2 separate regions of the Mus musculus genome follow, and region 2 is linked to region 1. Evidence: chromatin contacts called from public Micro-C data. All regions are on one chromosome and are shown on one strand. The core of a region is the stretch at or near the end of the contact, and the rest is flanking DNA. Distances in the headings are between cores, read along the strand shown. Region 1 holds the start of Tmem178b (transmembrane protein 178B). Region 2 holds the start of Fam131b (family with sequence similarity 131, member B).

Region 1 (3,875 bases), core at 534-3,033:
CAAGGACAACAACTTCAAAATGGTATATTAGTGATATCCAGGAAAGAGGAGGGCAGTACCCCACATTGGCTCCCTTCCTAAGCTGGGCCTAGGACAGCACTGAGGGCCACAGGATAGCAGGCAAATCTTTGAAAGTAGGCCAAAGGCCGTGGAAAAAGTTAAAGAGTTGACCAAGAGGGGAGCAAGAGTGGATTGTGGGTGGGTTGTGGGGGAGGGGTGCTGAAAGAGGAGCATGCGTGCTTTTCTGCCTGGGCACTGCCAGTGATCCTTGAGCTGGCTTAAAGACCCGAGAGGGAACCAAGAGACCCAAGCTGTAGAGATAATCTTGCTTTGACTTCCCACTGACCTTGTCAGTTCAGTTTCCCTTCTATTGTCATATGCAGGTACCCTACTAGGTGAAAAGCACTCCCACTTAGCTTTAGGGGTAGAAATAGCTTTAGTAGTGTTTGCATGTATGCCAAATGTATCCCTATTTTCAAGGACACAAATAGAATTGAGAAAAAGATAAGGAGAAGACACCCTGGCCAAAGTCGCTCAGCTTTATCAGGGCATCCCAGGGACCTCTGAGGATGATGTGGACTAGCAGGTGCCTGTAACTTCTAGACCAGCCGAGCATCATCTAAGAACCAAGTAGGTAATCCTAATGACTTCTCTTCACGAAGTAAATCCCCTTATAGAATTCAAGACTGAAAAACAAGGCACGCCCCTCCCCCACTAGATGGCACTGAAACGCCTTGTTCGCGATTTTCAAAATGCAGGGAGGAAAAAAAAAAAAAAAGACAAAAAGAATATGGTGGAGGTGCGTTCCTTTCGACTCACAAGTCCTGCTGTGCAAAGCTGGGTCCCTAGGGCACTCTCTTTTCCCCAGGGCAGCTCTTTATCCCTCAGTGGGGAACCCCGACTTTGGAGAGAGGGTGAAAACCGAAGGGTGAGCTTTAGAATGAAACCCCTAGTATGTGAAGCTGGATGGGAGGCTCCCAGCTTTGCGGCTCTGCTTCACGTGAGAGAAGCAGGGGGCGGGGTAGGGTGGGGATGGATCCTCTAGCTGGGGCCCACCTCTTCAAGGTCTGGAGTCTCGGTCCCACCTCAAAGAGGCCCTGCGGAGGCTAAATCCAGCGGTCATAGGGAAATCACGACAAACCCTATACCGAGGTTGCCTATAACTTCCTCTCCTCCAAAATCAACTGCCCTCTCACCCCACAGCGGCTCTCTTCTGGTCTTGAACGGATCAGTTAGTTGTCCCCTTTTCTTGCCGAAGAGTAAGGACAGGTGTGTGTGTGTGTGTGTGTGTGTGTGTGTGTGTGTGTGTGTGTATGTGTTGGGGTGTCGGCCGCTGGCTCACGGCTGCTCTCTGCTCAGTTCCAGGTAGAAACGCCAGTAGCTAGCAAGGTAGTGCTTATAGCTTTCTGGGGAAAAACAAAGATCAAACGAATAGGAGACACTAGAGGCGGAAACCGAGGTGCAGGGGTTCTCCCAGAGCCGGTTAAAGACCGTTCTCTAAGCATTTTCTTCTTTAAAGAACTGTGGCGAATTTAAGGGACTTTTCCACGGTCAAAAGAGAAACGGGAGACGTAGGCACCAACACTAAATTTATAATAATACACGTAAACATGCTACATATATGTATATGTGCATTAATATGGATGTGGTGGAGCCCATACCTACCTAGACACCATTGACTTGCCTGGCCAAAGAACAAGGCTCAGACATTTCGTGCCTGGAAAATGGTGTGGTTTAACTTTAAGAAGGCTAGAAAAATAAGAGATGAGGCTCACGTTGCACGGATGACATCACTAGCTTTTGGCTGCGCGCTCCGTGTTCTCGGCTGTGGGTTTTAGCCAAGGCTGCAGCGCCTGGAGGCCGAGCGAGTGACAGCGGCTTTCTCGGGCGCCCACACCCGGGCAATGCGATTTCTGGAGCCCCTGGGGTGCAGCTTGGGCTCTCGCTCCTCTCGGGCGTCGCCTGAGCCTGAGAGGCCCGGAAGCCTCTGCAGCTCGAGGAGGTAGGGAGGTGAAGCCGAGGCGCCCAGGCTCCCCCACCCCTCTATCCCCCGCCCCATTCACCCCAGTGCGGGGAGCCGGATCGCGGGACGCTGAGGCCGGGACGGGATATTCCACACGAGGCCGAGGGATCCCTAGTCTCGGCACCCGGGTGGGCTGAGAAGAAAATGGTGCAATCTGAGAGCGGCTGACCCCAGCTGGTTAGAGCAAGCGGTGCTGGAGTGCTTGGGCTCAGGTGGCGAAGGGGGCGGGTTGCTTCGAGCAGCCGGGCTCCGGGTTTTCTTCGTGCTCGCAGCATTTTCTCAGCACCTGGGCATCTCGCACGCGGGGCTGCGGAAGGCCAGGTGAAGTGGAGCAGAAGGGATATTGGAGAGGGCCGGGTGCACACACTCCAGGAAGAAGAAGGCGCTGGAGAGAGCCGCATGACACCGGGGAGGCTGGCGGCTGGGCGGGCAGCTCGCCACCCCTGAGCGACCTGTCCATGGTGTTGAAGGAGCTCCGAGCGCTCCGGGTGCGCCCTCCTCTGTGCAGTCCGTCCCTAACGCCCGTCAGCTGCCGCCCAGTCTCTGCAAACCCCGGGCCCTGAACAGTCGCGTAACGCCGCCCGAGTGTCCCCGCTGTCCAAAAGCGGAGCTGTCTTAATGGGGAGGCCAGAGGCAGGCCATCCGGGAGCTCGCGGGCAAAGGCTGGTAGAGACCATGCGTCTGCGGGCAGCTCGCTTCTGAGAGCACCCGTGGGGTCGGCAGGAGTCAAGGACCTAGTGGTGATCAGAGGACTCAGGCTTTGAAAAGACCCAACCTGGAAAAGAACAGTTCTGGGCACGCGTCCCCGGCCTTCGGCTGCAGACCGAAAAGGGGAGGAGAGTCCCAGAGAAAGAGATCCAGGCTGCACTCCCTACTCCGGGCAACCGGCCGTGAGCGCGATCCGTCCTTCGGCGAAGTGTCGCGTCCTCAGATCTCCCTCCCTATCATTCATTCCCAGGAAGCCAGGACTGTCACTCCGGTCAGCAAGCTGCACAGAGAAACCCAGCAAGCCTCGCCGTGGTCGAGAGCACTTGGTGTTTAGTTTGTGATTGCTGGGCGGCGTGCAGAGGCGGACGGAGGGTTAGGACTGTTGCCCCCTGAACGGTGGGAAGTGGCCGTGCTGAGTTCACCACCGCGAGAGGAGGCTGCACCTGCCCGGAGGATGCTCAGGACCCTGCGGGAGCCTCTCCCGATCAGAACTTTTTAGGCTGCCCGCCTCTACTCCCGCAGTCCCCCAGCCGCGTACCCGCAGGTGGGGGCCGAGGGGGGCGCCGCGGCGCAGATCCCCTCCCGTATCCACCCCTAGCTCGGCCGCCCGCCGCTTTGTTCCGGGCGCGCGGAGGGAAGGCGAGGCTGCGGCGGATCATGCCCATGGTGTAGCCGCCAAGCGGAGGCATGGCTGCCGGAAGGTTACTGCTCTATACGGGGCTTTCGCTAGCGCTCTGCGCCCTCGGCATGTTGGCTGTGGCCATCTGCTCCGACCATTGGTACGAGACGGACGCCAGGAAGCACAGGGACAGGTGCAAGGCCTTCAACACCCGCCGGGTCGACCCCGGCTTCATTTACAACAACAACAACAACTTGCCTCTGCGCGCCAGCCGCTCGCGCCTGGACCGCTGGGAGGGCAAACTCCTCCGGGCCCGGAATCGCCGGCAGCTGTTCGCTATGAGCCCCGCGGACGAGTGCAGCCGTCAATACAACTCCACCAACATGGGCCTCTGGAGGAAGTGCCACCGGCAGGGCTTCGACCCGGAGATCGCCGCCCTCATACGGAAAGGTAAGCTCGAGGCGCGAGGCGTGGCGCTGCAGAGAGCCAGGCACTCTAGGTAGGCCCTGCAGCCCCTTGCTTCTC
Region 2 (3,627 bases), core at 135-2,634, 2.5 Mb after region 1:
TGGCCTTTGAGGAAGAGGGGGAGCTGAGTCAGAGCCTTAGGGGGCAGGGAGATGGAGGGGAGGAGAACAGGGAAAGAGGTAAAAGCAGAGGAGGGTCTCCATGGAAATAAACCGGGTCTCAGAAATCAGGCTTCCGGAGAGTGTAGTTTGTTTGTAATAATAATACGAATTATTCTCTCAGCCTGAGGTCACTAGGGCGTGTAGGCGGGAGAAATTGGGAGTTAGGAAGGGGAAAATTGGGGGGTTTGGGAGAGGACTGTACTAATGTGTTCAGCCCTAAAGTGGAATGGATGCGTAGGGTGGGGGTAGGGGGCGGTAGTAAGGCAGGGGCTGGAAGGAGAGGACCATTAAGGAAGCGCCTTTCTTCCCTCCCCCTGCCAAAGGTAAATAAAAAGCCGGCCCTGCTCCGCCTGCCCCCGCTGACAGGTGCAGGCGGGTCCCAGGGTTCCTAGGCGGACCCCACCCTCTGGGAAGCGGACTCCCGACCTCTCTCGGGGAGGTAAACCTCCACCTCCTCCCTGAGTCCACGGCTCTTCCAGAGCACCCCGGCCCAAGACCATTCCCTCCAAGCGTGGAACCCATTCCCTCCCGGTGGCACACGCTCTTCCCGCCCCCGCCCCAGAGGGAAAATGCACGTGAACAAAGCAAATCGGGGGGAGGCAGGAGCGACGGGAAAAGGCTACCAAGAGGGAAATGGTTGGGGGCAAAACACACATGCCATATGGAGAAGAGGGTGAAGATGGGAGGGGGCGTGCGGAAGAAAGTCAGGGATGAGGCTGGAGAGGAGGTTCTGAGAAGAGGGGCTGCTCCCGAAAGAAGGGCTCGGGGAGGCTCTGGCTACAGCAGAGTAGACGCGAATGGCCTGAAGGTGGAGGGATGGGGCCATCGGGAGTAGGGAACAGCGACTGAGCCGCGAAGGATGCTGTGGAGAGGCTACCAGGGAAGGACCGCGCCTGCGGGAGGGCGATGGAGAGAAGGCTATGAGCTGAGAGGGATGGAAGCCCTGGAGGCGCGAGGGCACAAGGATAGAGGGACCTTAGCGGATGGAGGGAAAGTAAAGGCGCGAGGCAGGGCCGGGCGGGCGCGGAGGGAGGTCCCCAGGGGCAAGGATGGGGATGGGGGAGGGGGCCGGAGGAGCGCCCCGGGGCGAGCTTGCCCCTGACCCGCGCCGGGCTGCGGTACCCACCCACAGTCCGCGAGCCGATGCAGCCCATGGCTCCGGGGGCCGCCGGGTCCCGGCCCTCACCGACTCGGGGCCCTCGCCGGGGGGAGCACCGGGAACCGCGCCGCCGCCCCAGCCGCTCTGCAGCGCCGCGGCTGTCTCCGCTCGGCTCCGCTCCCCCCTCCCCTCTCCATCCCTCCCCACGGCAGCCTCCGTCGCCGCCGCTGCCGCCGCCGCCACCGCCTGGCTCCCCCGCCCCGCTCAGCTCTCCGCGGCCGGGGAGGGGGCTGCTCGGGGATTGGCTGCGCGCAGAGCCTCCCCGCCCTGCCCCCGACCGGGCACCGCGCTCCCCGCGCCCCTCGCCGCGCTGCAACCACGTCCCTCCGCCTGTCCTTCGCAACCCCCGCCCCTGAGCTCCTCGCCATCCCCGCTGAGTTCTCCCGGGAGATGCTGATGGAGAATGTGGATAATAACCCGCTTGTCTCAGGAGCCCGGTCAGGAAGCCAGGGCCCACCCTTAGGATATGCTTGATGGACTTTGAGGGCTGCGGGGTGAGAAGGCCGAGAGAGAAAGTGGGGCGGAGATGAGAGAACACCCTGCTTGGCCTTGGGTACCAAATTCCGCAAACATTTGTTTTCTTCCTGATGCTGCATCTGGGACGCACGAATCGGGATTGGATGCTGTTCTGGTTGCCCGGCGTTTCACGTGCGTTGCTTTGCCCACCCAAACATATTGTGAAGTCTTTGCCAGTGGATGCTGCGAGATGCTTCCCTGTCCTCTAGCTGTTTTGGGATGGGTGTGGGGATGGTGCAAGTATTCTAGCTCTAGGCTTGGGTCCGGATGGGAGGAGAATGGGAATAATTCTATTGCAGCTGTAGGGAAATGAAAATATCAGGATCGGAAACCGGCCGCAAGACATGGCTTTAAATCAGAATTTAACTTTTCTGAGCTTTATGTGGATGTCCGGAAGCAGCAAAAGGGAGAATACTGCCCCCTGCCGAGAAGGGTCAGCACTACACCAAGGGCCCCATGGGAAAGGAAAGGGAGATCTGAGTTGGGAGAGTCAGCAGGCACTATTTCAACTGGCAAGAAGAGTCTAGAAGACACACTAGGAAGGACAAGGAGACCATTTCCTCTTAGTCGAACCAGTAACTGCAAACCTTGGGCAAGCGGGTCTGGGTGGTACCATTGACAACAATGGTAACAACAAAAAGCAAACACTAATTCTGGGCCAGCTTGTTTTCCATAGGTTTTTGTCTCTTTCCTGGGATTAGAGAGGAAGAGGGGCAGGAGGCCTTGTGGGTTTGAGGCAGAGAAAAAGGGCATGCCTTACACGTGTAAGTTTGTGACATTTAGATTATGATTGAGGAATTACGTCTGATGACATCCCAGATGAAGATATGGGAGAGGATAGATATTTTTGCTCATTTTGGTACTATAACAAAATTCCTGAGACCAGGAAGTTTATAAAGATTGGAAGTTTGGAGGCTGGAAAGGCCAAGAACTTAGTGTTTGCAACTGCTGCAAGTGTCCTAAGGGCTTTGATGCATTGTAACACTTCGAGGAGATGATATGATGAGACAGGATGAATATGTTAGCTTCAGCCTCTTTCATAAAGCCTCTAGTGCCAACCTCTGTGACCTTCACTAATCCTTACTATTGCTCTAAGACCTTGTATCCAAATAGCATTACCATATGAATTCAAGGATTAAATCCAAGTCGCAGATTTGAAGGGCCACTTGCAAACTCTATCAGAAACTGGCACTAACTGCAGATCTGGGAGGTGAATTTAGAAGGTCTGGGAATTTGATCTGCCCAGCTGCCTTCTGGTCCCTGCAATGACAGTTACTTCTCAGCACATGGGGCATTCTGTCCCATTCTCTGGATCTTTTGAGGCAAGGCTAATGAGTTCCAGTTTTCATAACCAAAGCAAACTTCCTGGAAGACAATTTGACAGTATAGATCATATATATATATATATATATATATATATATATATATATATATATATGTAAAATATTTAAAATTTCATCTGCTTTTACACTTGTTATCTGCTTAACATAAATTGTTCGGGAGGCAGAGCAGAAAGATTGAGTTCAGTCATGGCTGGGTTACGTAGAGAGTTCAAGAACAACACTGCTAACTTTGTGAGACTCTTAATCGCAAAAGGAAATTTTACAAAAGGCCTGGGTGAGCACTTGCCTAGAATATCCAAGGCCCTAGGTTCAGTTCCCAGCAACAACCGCAGTTCTAGTTTGCTATCTACTGCTATGATAAACACCATGACTGAAAGCAACTTGGGCAGGAAAGAGCTTATCTTACAGCCTGCAGTCCATGGGAAGTCAGAGCAGGGCTATAAAGTAAAATGATTAGTTTTTAGTTTGTGCTTAAAACAATACATATCCTTCCTGCCTTCCATCAGTTGTTTTTTTTTCTATCCAAGTAACTGATGGAATTTCTTGAGA

Evidence for each region. A called contact is a pair of places that touch in the nucleus more often than the background predicts.
Region 2: a Micro-C map of embryonic stem cells shows a contact between it and region 1, with 10 times the contacts expected there. The contact joins the promoter of Fam131b here to the promoter of Tmem178b in region 1. A contact is called at or near these places in 2 of 484 Hi-C or Micro-C datasets (both in embryonic stem cells).

What each region holds. Positions count from the first base shown.
Region 1 is chr6:39,869,653-39,873,527 of GRCm38.p6, forward strand. It overlaps Tmem178b (transmembrane protein 178B), which reads left to right and starts at 1,784. Exons shown (of 4, transcript NM_001360978.1): 1 at 1,784-3,800. The coding sequence starts at 3,419.
Region 2 is chr6:42,323,256-42,326,882 of GRCm38.p6, forward strand. Fam131b (family with sequence similarity 131, member B) reads right to left here and starts at 1,385. Exons shown (of 7, transcript NM_029528.5): 1 at 1,187-1,385. The coding sequence starts at 1,214.